2 separate regions of the Mus musculus genome follow, and region 2 is linked to region 1. A link is a contact called in public promoter capture Hi-C data. All regions are on one chromosome and are shown on one strand. The core of a region is the stretch at or near the end of the contact, and the rest is flanking DNA. Distances in the headings are between cores, read along the strand shown.

Region 1 (6,213 bases), core at 3,503-6,002:
ATACTTTATAGCTCCAGTGGCCAGGAATACTTCAGTGATTCGTCATTTCATTTCTTACAGCAAAGAACATGTGGGCCTGTTAGCAGCCCAGATCCAAGCTTCTTTCTTCCTTAGAGTGCTCCACCTTCCACAGTAGGCTTCTGACGGCCCAGCAGGACTGTCAGGACTGGTCTTGCTTACACCAGCGGCTTTTTCTACTCTGCCTTTGCTCCACGTTTCTGTGGACTCATTTACCTGGTTGTGCAGCGGCATGGTTCTTCTGGAGTTCTCTACCTGCTTGGCAGATGTTCATAGCTGGATAGTTGCGAGGGCCAGCTGTATACAAACAATGGAGGTGGCTGCCTGCTTTGTGGGATCCAAAGCACTGAGGGTATGAGGGTGTCCTCTGTAGCCCTCTTTAGAAGAGATAGAGCAGGTCTGCCCTTCAAGAGGGACCTGGCTCAAACAGGTGTGTGTGTGTATGTGTGTGTGTGTGTGTGTGTGTGTGTGAGAGAGAGAGAGAGAGAGAGAGAGAGGGAGAGGGAGGGAGAGAGAGAGAGAGAGAGGGAGAGGGAGAGGGAGAGGGAGAGAGAGAGAGAGAGAGAGGAACACCAAGAAACCATGTTACAGGTTTATATAATGAGTCTGACTAGTGCTTTCTTCCAACAGACTTGGAAATGTGACAGAAGAAGTCATTAGGACAGATGACAGGGTGGTTTGGGCCAAAGTGACAGGAACTGGACAGCTGAAGACAAGCATTGGGAAAGCCATCCCAGCTTTGCTCCAGTCTGCTCTAAAGTCAGTACTGACAAAAGCAGACACAGGCAGCCTATCGCTGGTTGGCTAGAACATCCCTATTGGAACAACCTAGTTGTCTCCAGTCTGCATGGTCATGGCACAGAAGGCCGTTCATTCATCACCTCATCAAGCATGCAGTGTACGCCAAGGTGTCCACCCTGTCTGTGGGCTCACCTTGGCCTCATTCACAGTCAGGGGCTTTGGATGAAGCAGGAGCCCATGTCTGGGACAAGCAGTCCAGTATGACTTTCTGGCCATGGTGATTGGCTCAGGGTTTGAAGCAAGAATGGCATTCAGCAATGACATTGTTGGGAGTCATGAGATCAAGGCAATCTGATTCTGACTAATAGAACTCTTTGACTATCAAGACTCCAAGTAAGACCCTACAGGACAGACACAGCGGAAAGCTGGATAAAAAACATCAAGTCCTGATGATGTTCTTTGCGCCCTGAATGAAGTGGAACCTGAAGCCCATAGGACCGTGGGCCTTTCAGTAATTTTTTCTTAAATACATTTAGCTTGCAGCACCCGTGGCTTGCTATAAGGCTGCTCTGACCACAGCGGCTGGGTGCAGGAATGGGGCCAGCAGAATGACTGAATCAACAGAAGCTGCAGGGTAGTGAGTTCCCTCAAGGCAGGGCTTTCAGTGGAGCTGTCTGAAAGGTAGACGAGCTCTCTCAAAAGGGACGAGCAGTCTGCACAGAATGTCTCAGATGACAAGACATAGCACTCATTCAAGCATCAAATGAGGAGTGGGGCTTGGATCAGGTGGTTCTTTAAAGCTCTACCCCTCAAAGCCACTCCCCCTTTATTTGAAATAGACTCAGTTTATCTCACAATATATTTTGATTATGGGTTTGCCTTCCTCTACTCCTCTCACTCTCTTCCCTCCTTCCCCCCTCCCATTTGGATCCACGTTGGATTAGCAAACAAAGAAGCTACTGAGAGATAGCGATAAAAAGAAATGTAATGTGATAAAAAACAAAAACTAACTCATCAGAGTTGTACAAAACAAAGAGCAGGAAAATAGCCCAAGAGCAGGCACAAGAAATAGAGCTACACACACCCAGGAATCCCATCAACACACTAAATGGGAAGCCATCATGTATGTGCCAAGAACCTGATCCAGACCAGCGCAGGTCCTGTGCTTGCTGCCTGAGTCTCTGTGACTTCAGCCAAGCTTTGATCAGGTTGGTTAGAGGCCTTCTTTTCTGCTGCCCTCCATCCCCTCTGGCTCTTACTCTCTTTTTGTTTCTTCTTCCCTGGGGTTCTCTGAACCCTGAGGGGAAGGATTTGATGGAGACATCCTGTTTAGGGCTGAGAGTTCCAAGGTCTCTCACTCTCAGCATTATGTCTGGCTGTGGGTCTTTACACTTGTTCTGTGAAGGAGGAGGTTTCTCTGATGATGGCTGAGCGAGGCACAGTATAGTAGAATATCATTAAGACTCATTTTATTGTTATATTTTTGTCTCTCTCTCCTTTCTTTCTTTCTTTCCTTCTTTCTTTCTTTCTTTCTTTCTTTCTTTCATTCTTTCTTTCTTTCTTTCTTTCTTCCTTCCTTCCTTCCTTCCTTCCTTCCTTCCTTTCTTTCTTTCTTTCTTCCTTTCTCTCTCTCTCTCTCTCTCTCTCTCTCTCTCTCTCTCTCTCTCTCCCTCTCTCTCTCTCTCATTCTCTCTTTCAGAACAGTAGTATTTGGTTTTACCCTAGGTCCCTGGGCTATCAAGTCTCAGGTTCTTGGTCACTCCAAGCAGTGTCAGGTATGGGCTCCATCTCACGGAGTGGGTCTTAAGTCTAATCAGACATTAGTTGGTTACTCCCACAAGCTTGTGCCAACATTGCCCTAGCAGATCTTGCAGGCAGGACACCATTGTAGATCAAAGGGTTTGTGGCTGGCTCTTGGTGTTTACATTATTCTTTTGGCTCAAAGTCACTTCTTAACTGTAGCAATGAAGTCGCACACCTTTTCAGGTTCTCTCTCCAGGTAACTCTCTTACAGATAAGAAATGAAAGCCATAATCTTCATCCTGACATGGCAATCGCACATACCTATAAGCCCAGCTTTGGAAGGCAGAGGCAGGAAGGTCAGAAGTTCAAGGCCAATGTAAGCTACAGAGATTTTGAGGTCAGTGTGATTGAAGTGAGATGGTGCCTCAAATAGACAGCAAATACAACGTAAACATAAGATTCACAATTGTAGTCTCTGCTATAGACTCTGGTGAGTAGGTAGGACTGCCACAAGGAGGTCCTCACCACCCACCTAATCTTGTCTTACTTCTCTGTGTGATTGGTGGAACCCCTCTTCTCCAGGGCGAAATACATTATGAGTCCTAGCATCCAGCACCCCACTTTGCACAGCTGCCTGGTTAATGCTTACAGTTAAGTGAAGTCTCTGCTCGCATTCTTGTTATCACTCCACTCAGAACACAGCTACCGGGCAACCTCAGCCGTAGGGTTTCCGGTACAACTTGGTCAAGCTGTGGGAAGAGAGTTGTCTTCATAGGAATGCTAGGCCCAAGTCATGGAGAACAGAGCCACTTCCTCCTCCTTCCACATCTCTCCTGGTCTCCCTGAACATGATATCCCATGTGCCTGATGATCTATACATGCACTGCTCACGTGCCAAAGCCCTCCACAGACAGCAGACACTGCTTCTGTATCTTCAATTGCTGGGATGGTGTTCCTTCCACACAGCCTGGATCCCTCCCCACTGAGGCGCCTGGGCTCAGCTGTCTAAGGGCTGGCATGTGCCATTGGCAACAGGGTCTGCTTTCTACCTACTCCTACTTGGGTCCAAGTGGGAAATCTAGATCCCCAGGACCGGGAGCCAACTTCTAATCCATCCCTGCTCACAAAATCCTGAGAGGTCTTTCCTAGAATCCAAGAAAGATCCAAGTTCCCCAGAGACAACCCTACAAGTATGATTAATGACTTCTACGGGTGATGCAAATGCAAAGCCAAGACCAAGCCGCCGGTCCCAGGCTTGTGGTTGTCACCCCCAGGCCACCATTTATTTATATTTGAATTTCTGACTGAGTACTGAGACCAAGGCTCCTGCTTCTACTTGTTGCCTGATGATAGCCTGCTATGTGCAGGCAGGGATGCTAAGAGAGCTGCTGTTCATATCCACAGCACAGCAGCCCCAAGCCACTGATGGTGTTGGAGGATGCTGGAGGAGAGGAGAGGGTCCTCAGATACTACATAACAATGGTGGCATAAGAGGGCGGGGACCAAGTTCACATTGGCCCTCAGTTTGTGTCAGGGTTTTTGTATTCCAGTCTGGCACCTTCTGAGAGAAAGCAAAGATTGGGAGCAATCTTCTGGGAACTTTCTAGAATCAGGGGTGGGGAAAAGAAAATCTGAGGTTGGTAAGACCTAAGAGGGTCAGAAAGCAGAAAGGAAGAAGCGCTCCCAGGTGGAGCCAGAGAATGCCAGGGCTGTCCTGAGTGTGAGAGAATCCCCAAAGCGCCCATCTCCATGTCCACGTGCGGGTGTGCGAAGAAAGAGCAGAGAGCCAGAGCAGGAGTCGCAGGCTGGAGAGGAGGCGCGCAGCGGCCGCCGGCGGAGCGTGCTGCTGGGCGCGGAGCCCAGGGGCGGCCCAGTAGCCGGGAAGCCGCGCAGCGCGCCGGGAGGGAGGCGGCGGCGACGACAGCAGGGCATCCCCCAGGCTTCCCCTCCTGGGTCCTGGGCGCCAGGCGCAAACCCAGGACACAGAAACAGCACTGATCGCAAGTGAGCAGTGAGTCCCTGACGCGCCCCTGATCGGCGTTATCAGGAGTGGGACCTGAAGAGGCTGGTGTCTGGGTGTCCGGGAGCCCAGAGCGGGAGGCTGGGACTGAGCCCTCCCCGCCGCCCCCACCCCGCGCCCGCCTCCCGCCCCCGCCCGCGGCCTGCAGCGCGCCTCCCTCACCGCCCAGGCTCCGGAGAGCCGCTCCGGCCGAGCCGTGGGAGCCACGGACAGCGCCAGCTGCCGCTGCGGGAGCTACTCCGGCTGCACCATGCGGGAGCTGGCCATCGAGATCGGGGTGCGAGCCCTTCTCTTCGGGGTCTTTGTGTAAGTAGTGGTGCACCGCGGGAGGGGACCTAAAGACTCAGCCTCTGGGAGCCCCAACTTTGTTTGCGCTGCTGTGTCTCGCCGGGGCCTGGGTTCGAGATTCCCTCCTTGGTTGGTGCCGGGGATGTTCCATACGGGATCAAAAGAAATCCTCTCCTCCTTTTCTTGGGACCCTCAGCGCACAGTAATCCTAGCATGCCCAGGACTGAGACCTGCTTCCGTAGTAGCTCCTAGTCTGGAAGCAAGTCTGGCGGCCCTAGCTCCGATGCCCCAAGTCTGATCCTTTCACCAGCCCCGCGCACACCTGTCCCTGGAATTTAGGCTGCTCCTTAAGACCAGGACAGGCAGCCTGGCTCGTGCCCTAGGGAAGTTTCTCTCTCTCCTGTGATCTTTGAAGCTGATGATGGCAGTTTTTACTCTTGGCCCCTTCTCCCGACACCCCATGCTGTGCCCAGGCAGCCAGGGTCAGCCTAGGTCTCCTTCTATGTCCCTGGTTCCTGAACTGACAGCCCTACAGAGCCTCAAATAGGTGTCTGCGTTACTTCTCTGCCTGGAAAACTGTTGCCATGGAGGGTTGAGCAGGTCAGGATCTGCAGCAGGCTGCGGGGCTCAGAACACCAGGAGCTCCTTTTACATGTGACTGGCAGAAGCCCTTTGGGGACAGCATTGAAATGTTCAGGTGGCACCTAGGAATAGTCATTTCGGAAAAAAGGAGGGAGCCTGGTGCCATTTCTTCAGAAATGTCTGTGCTCGGGCTCCCCCAAGGAGCTTTCTCGGCTTTCTAGTCTCTTGGGTTCAAACCCACCTAGCAGGTAGCCTTAAGTTACCAAGGGGGTAACTGCGGGTTACCACGGCTGACACATCTGCACTGTTACCCCCAGTAGTAGGTCAGGTTTTCTCTTTCCTACCCATGGCTGGCTGACACATTTTATATATTAAAGTTGCACGGACTTTCTCGATTTACTGGAGTCTTGGTGTGTGTGTGTGTGTGTGTGTGTGTGTGTGTGTGTCCCATCAAGGCAATCAAGAAGCACCCCTCCCAATAAATTTCTGCCCCAACCATGGCAGGTAGGCAAGTGTGTAGTATAAAAGACTACTTCTGCACCTTGGGGTATATGCATAGAAAGGAATGCTTTTTAAATTTTATTTATTTATTTATTGTGTGTGTGTGTGTGTGTGTGCGCGCGCGCGCACATGCGTTTAAATTAGGGATTAAATTCATCCTGAGGATTCATTCATACCATCAGAAAAGACTAGGAGCTTTCCAGATGTGGGCCACCCCCTCCCCTTTCTGCCTGAACACTAGTGTTATTCACTGGGAACAGGGAGAAGGAACTTCAGTTGGATCTTGATGCATATGAAAAGAATCAAGCCCCTCCCCCTTC
Region 2 (5,344 bases), core at 1,495-3,994, 1.0 Mb after region 1:
GAGGGAGGAGTCCTCACCCTCACTCTGACGGATGGCTCTTCACGGCCACCCGCCCCTTGGGGTCATCTCCACACAAGTCTGCCTCCAAAGACAGGCAAAGGGACCCGGCCGAAAGGGCCCGGCTGGTGAGCTTGCGCAGTGTTATACACGTTTACACACTCTCCCCTGTCCTGCAAGAAGGCAGGTTAATTTAAGGCAAGCCCTTGGGGGAGGGGGGCGGTGCGACGGGTACTGCTACCTTAAAGGGTAGTTCCAGGATACCTCAGCGGGCAGAGCAATTGGCATTTTGTTCTCAAGTGGATTACTCCTGGGAGAAGTCAACACTCCCAGGTTAATACTAAATGTAGCCTCTCTACCCTGGTTCAAGGCTCCCTTACTTCTCCACGGGGCTGAATAGGGAAGGGAGCTGTCATGGGCTCATGGGGGGGGGGGACACCAAGGGGGGGCCCTAAACACAACGAAACCCCAAAAATATAAGCTGTCGTAAGTAAGACCATAATCCCTGACCTACTCTTTCAGTGGGTACTCCAAGCAGTTTGGGGTGCACATCGCCACCCCACTTCATTGTAGCATTTCTTTCATTTGTCAGCCTGAAATATCCTGTTTTGTCCCACTTCTTGGGGCGCTAAAGAGCTCTGAGAAATCTGCATTTTAATTGACATTCCAACGAGAGCGAGAGGGGCGCCTGATTGCTTTTCTATTCAAACTAAACAGGCTTTTCAGATGAAAATGAGTCCAGGCTGGTGGAAGATTTACAGGGATTTGGGACGCTTGGGACAATAGAGTTTTAAATGTTGATAGCGTTTCACACCAAACACATAATGGGTGCCGTGGATTTGAAAGCAAGTCTGCCTTTAAGGGTAGATTTTATTGAACTGGGGGGTGAGGTGGGGGGGAGAAGGAAGGTCTTGGGAAGTTTGCAGGGGCACGGAGCCGAAGCCGGCCTCCCGCGCCTGCCCCCTGGCCGCGAGGGTGGAAGCCAGCGCCACGCAGGGCCCTCGACCGATTCCCCCGCGCTGAAAGAATGAGCGCGCAAGTTAGAACTCGCCTGTGCTTTCAACATCTCGGCGCGGCAGCGGTCGGAGCAGCTAGGCGAACTAGGAAAAGTCGGTCCAGTTCGCCCCCTAGCCCCAGGCGCGCGGCGATCCCTCCTGCGCCAACCGCTGTGGCTGGTGAGGGATGGCCAGCACCGGAATCCCGGACCAGAGCCACTGCCTCCCTAAAGGTGTCGTCCCGGCATCTCCATCCCTTTGGGGATGTTGCCTGACCACACTCCAGCAGTTTCTTCCCAAGAAAGGATCTCTCATAAGGGTTTGTGTAGTACCAGGCTGGAGCTTCCAGAATCCAAGGACCAGGCACCCCAAAGATGCCCTTCCCGAACCGCCTATGGGCTGTGCCACTGGCAGGCGGCCCCACGGCGCGCCGGCTCTGAGCTCAAAGGAACGCGCCCAGTAGGCAGGACTGTGCCCGCCGGAGTCTGACAGGAAAGGGGTGCCAGCGGCAGAGGCAGATGTCAGCATTGGGATGGAGGTGCTGAAAGAACTCCCCCAAAGCCAGCCATCCGCATTCATCCACTCCTCCATCACCAATACAGTCAGAGACTGACAGGGTGCGCCCCCAAATAGGTTTACCCGCGCCTTCCTCCCGGGGATCCTGCGCCCCCGCATCCTCCCACGGCACCCACTTTCCCGGCTGGCGAAGCTCCCAGAGGCGTTCGGCACGACGATTACCTTGAATGGCAGCGCTCCTCTGCGCTCGGTGCTGCGCCGGAGCCCAGAGTGGATCGGGATGGAGCAGGCGATGATCTCGGAGGAAAACTCCAAAAAGAGAACGATTCCTTGGGTAGCAGCCGGCGCCAAGGTTCCGAGGCTTCACGCGCGCCGGGGATCGCAGAACAGCTAGGACATGACACCGGAGCTGCTCTCGGATCTGGGCAGCAGCAGAAGAAAGGACTGGAGCTTGGCGTTGCCTACTCCAAACTTTGCTGGCGAGTAGTGAACACTCGCAGCGCTCAGGAACGCTGAGGCCCGGGGGCTCACGCCCGGCCCCCGCCAGCCCGGAGAGCAGTCGCCACGCCGGGCCAGGAACACACAGGCAGCCCCCGCGCCGGAGCTCTGGCGGCCGCGCGTTCGATCGTCCGTGCGCCCGTTCCGCGCCTGCCGCCGCCGCCGCTCGCCTCTCCCGGCTCTCTCCCCTCGCCGCCCGCGCCGCCGCCGCAGCCTCCTCGGGCGGGTCACGCCCCCCGCTGAAACCCGAGCCGTTTCCTGGACGGCGGCGCCCGCTCTGCCAATCAGCGCCTCGCGCTGGGGCAGTCCCGAGCCCCGCGCTGCCCCCGAAGCCTAGCAGCCGCAAAGAGACACCCGCCAGGCAGGCGAGGGGCCCCGCCGCGCTGCCCGCAGGGGTGCACAGATGACCTCTCGGAACCCTGTTGGTGAACGGCCTCTGTACGCCACTGCCCCAGTTCCTAGCCAGCTTTGGTGCACAGTGGATGCGTTACGTTGTTTTATGTCAAGTTAGGAAACAAATGACAGAATGCTGTGCAACTTCAGACACCTTAGAATAGGTCTGCAGCATACTGGGGCCAGACATTTCATGTCATGAAGCTTTGAGGGTGGAAGCAGCGGATGTTCGTGGGAGATGTTGCGTTGTCTTGTTCCTCTGAACAATAGACAGGGGACGAGTGTTTGGGAAACCCTCCTTTAGGAAGGGAACACGTGAATAGGTAATTGTACTTATCCGCACATCTGCCTGCAGAGTAACAGAACCAGATTCTGACAAGAAAACTGAAGATCGGAGAGGTTAACACAACCGGCTGCTGGATGAGCCCTTTAATGTGGCTGCCATGGGAAAAGGCAATCTACAACAGAAAACATCTTTAATAGTATCAATGTAGGTTAACATAAAGAAATCCAAAGGAGGGCTGGAGATGGATCAGCAGTTCAGAGTGCTTCCTGCCTTCTTAAAGGCCAAAAGCCAGTTGCTGGCTAAATATCAGTCCCTCACAATGGCCTGTAACCCCAGTTGCAGAGTCATCCAAAGCCTCTGGTCTCCTTAGGAAACTGCACTCGTGAACACAAAGATACAGGCATATAGTTTAAAAATAGAAATAAATATTTAAAAGAAAGTAGGGCTGGAGAAATGGCTCCGTAGTTTAAGAATACTGCCAGAGATTGGTTCAATTCCCAGCATCCACTTGGCTTGCTCACAATCACCTCTAAGTCCAGTTCCAGGAGTCCCGACGCCCTCTTCTGGCCTTCAGAGATACTGCATGCACAATGTGCAGACAGACATGCAGGCAAACATCCATACCAATCAAATAAAATGAAAATTAATTAATTAATTAATTAATGAGAGGGGGAAGAAACTTGAAAGAGTCTAGAGAGGTGTTGGAGATGTAGCCTAGTAGTAGAACGCTTGCCTTGCATGTACAAGGCCTGATCTCCATGCCACCTAAGAAAGAAACAGAGAAAGAAACAAAGAATCAGAAACAGAAAACACACTCACTCTACCAAAAACCAAGTCATCTGACCGTGAGCAAATTGGATTCTCTCCCTGACTCTTACACTCTTCTGTTGCAAAGCAGGATTCTTTAACTAAATGTCAGGCCGGGCTGTAATGATTGGCATCTCCCATTTGTCTCTCCCACTAGACTACCTTGAGATCATTTATCTTTCAGTACGCACTCCCTTTCTCTCTTTCATCCCTTGAGCAGTTGTGTTTAAAGTCAAGGCCATATAAATTGTAACTCTAGCACTCAGAAGTGTGAGGCAGGAGGATTGCCTTGTGTTTGGGGGCCAACTTGGTCTACATAGTAAGTTTGAAGCCAGCTACATTTTGTCTAAATAAATTGAATCTTAATTATTGGGTCAATTATTGAGGTCCCAGACCTCGCAGGATAAAGAGAAGTTCGGGAGCTTGAAAATGGTTTCAGGTACATGCTGAGTTTGTGTCAGCCCTGGGCTATATAAGATCCTGGCTCAAATAGGTCACTAAGTTCAGAAAAGCCTTAGACTCTCTCTGGTGCCTAAAGACAAACAAAGCCAGACAGTAAAGTCCACCTGGGACACAGGTTTGAAAGAGGAGACGTACCAGAATCCCTAATACTCTACCTTATGCCATTTACACACACGATTCCTCAGGCCCCACATGATCAGATCATCTTTGTTCACAGCATAGCCTGGGAAACTTATATGCACATCACTAAAAAGCAAGGGGTAGCAAATCCATGTTCAATGCCTCAGGCAAATACTTATGAAATTAGAATTTGAAAACTCAACAACAACAAAAATAACAGCCGGATTTCCAAACGAAATGATCTGTTTATGTCTAGTGGAAAGGGGTGTGTTTTGAATGAGTTCTGTGGCCTGGGTGGGAACACCTCAGCCAGGTTGACACTGAGCCATTCAGTGTCAATGTGTGCTCATTCCCTAACCTGAAGTCACAAGGGAATGGTCCTGCTCCAGGCTGGCACTTCTATCTTTATGATCCCCACTGATGAGAAACTCCGTGTCTCAGGACAGAGCTCTTTCCCTACTGCAGTGGGCCCACCAGCCATTGAAAATGAGGTTAACACATTCTCACATAAATTAATGGCCCAGGAAGCCGCTGTCCCTGTCTCCCCCACCCCATTCATCTCTAGCTTTATAGATGCTGAATAGGAGGGAAGCCCTTCCGCTGAAAACAAAAACACCTTCTTTAACTAACGTCAGAGGCAGCGTGCAGAATTTGTTCTGTATGAAGATGAAAAGGTAGCCACCGTCCAAAGGCCCTGATTGCCAAAGAGCACCTTTTTTTTTCCCCCAAGTTAGGAAAGCCACAAATCCACAATAGGAAAATTTTAAGTTTAAAAAAAATTTTTTTAAAGCATGCTTTGAATTTTTGAAAAATAAAAAAATTCATTTTGCATCATTTAGACTTCAAGTGACCTCAGTGGTCCAGGAAAGCTTTCCTCCCAGCCAGGCGTCTGAATGAGAAAATCATCTCTTTGCAGGATTTTTAGCCCCTCTCCCTTCTTCAAGTGGCTGGAACCCCTTTTGTCAATGGCCTCCCGTGAATGCTGTTACTAATAAGCCTATTAATGAGTTTCCACGGCCGAGTGTGAATAGGTAAATAGGGCCCGATCTGTTGAGGTTTTGGGGGTGAGGGCAGAAAAGCCAGCAAGAACTCAAGGTGACAGTTTGAACTGAAGGCAGCTAGGCGGCAGGTTTCAGCTGAAAGAAACCCCAGACAAGGCCACATTCTCCACCCTCCACCCCCTACGGGGCCTCCTTTCTTCCCAATTTCGCCCTTTTATAAAATGTCTTGAGTAGTCGCCCTTTTCTCTTTCCCCAGAAGGCCTCATGAC

Evidence for each region. Promoter capture Hi-C pulls out the DNA fragments that hold promoters and counts their contacts.
Region 2: a contact with region 1 is called in a promoter capture Hi-C map of hippocampal neurons, with 5 times the contacts expected there. The contact joins the promoter of Fgfr2 here to the promoter of Plpp4 in region 1. A contact is called at or near these places in 2 of 39 promoter capture datasets (embryonic stem cells and hippocampal neurons), 1 of 484 Hi-C or Micro-C datasets (embryonic stem cells) and 1 of 115 datasets of contacts at active chromatin or transcription factors (embryonic stem cells).

Annotation. Positions count from the first base shown.
Region 1 is chr7:129,252,342-129,258,554 of GRCm38.p6, forward strand. It overlaps Plpp4 (phospholipid phosphatase 4), which reads left to right and starts at 4,753. Exons shown (of 7, transcript NM_001080963.1): 1 at 4,753-4,828. The coding sequence starts at 4,773.
Region 2 is chr7:130,264,064-130,269,407 of GRCm38.p6, forward strand. It overlaps Fgfr2 (fibroblast growth factor receptor 2), which reads right to left and starts at 2,745. Exons shown (of 18, transcript NM_010207.2): 1 at 1,731-2,745. RefSeq lists a promoter at 2,078-2,303.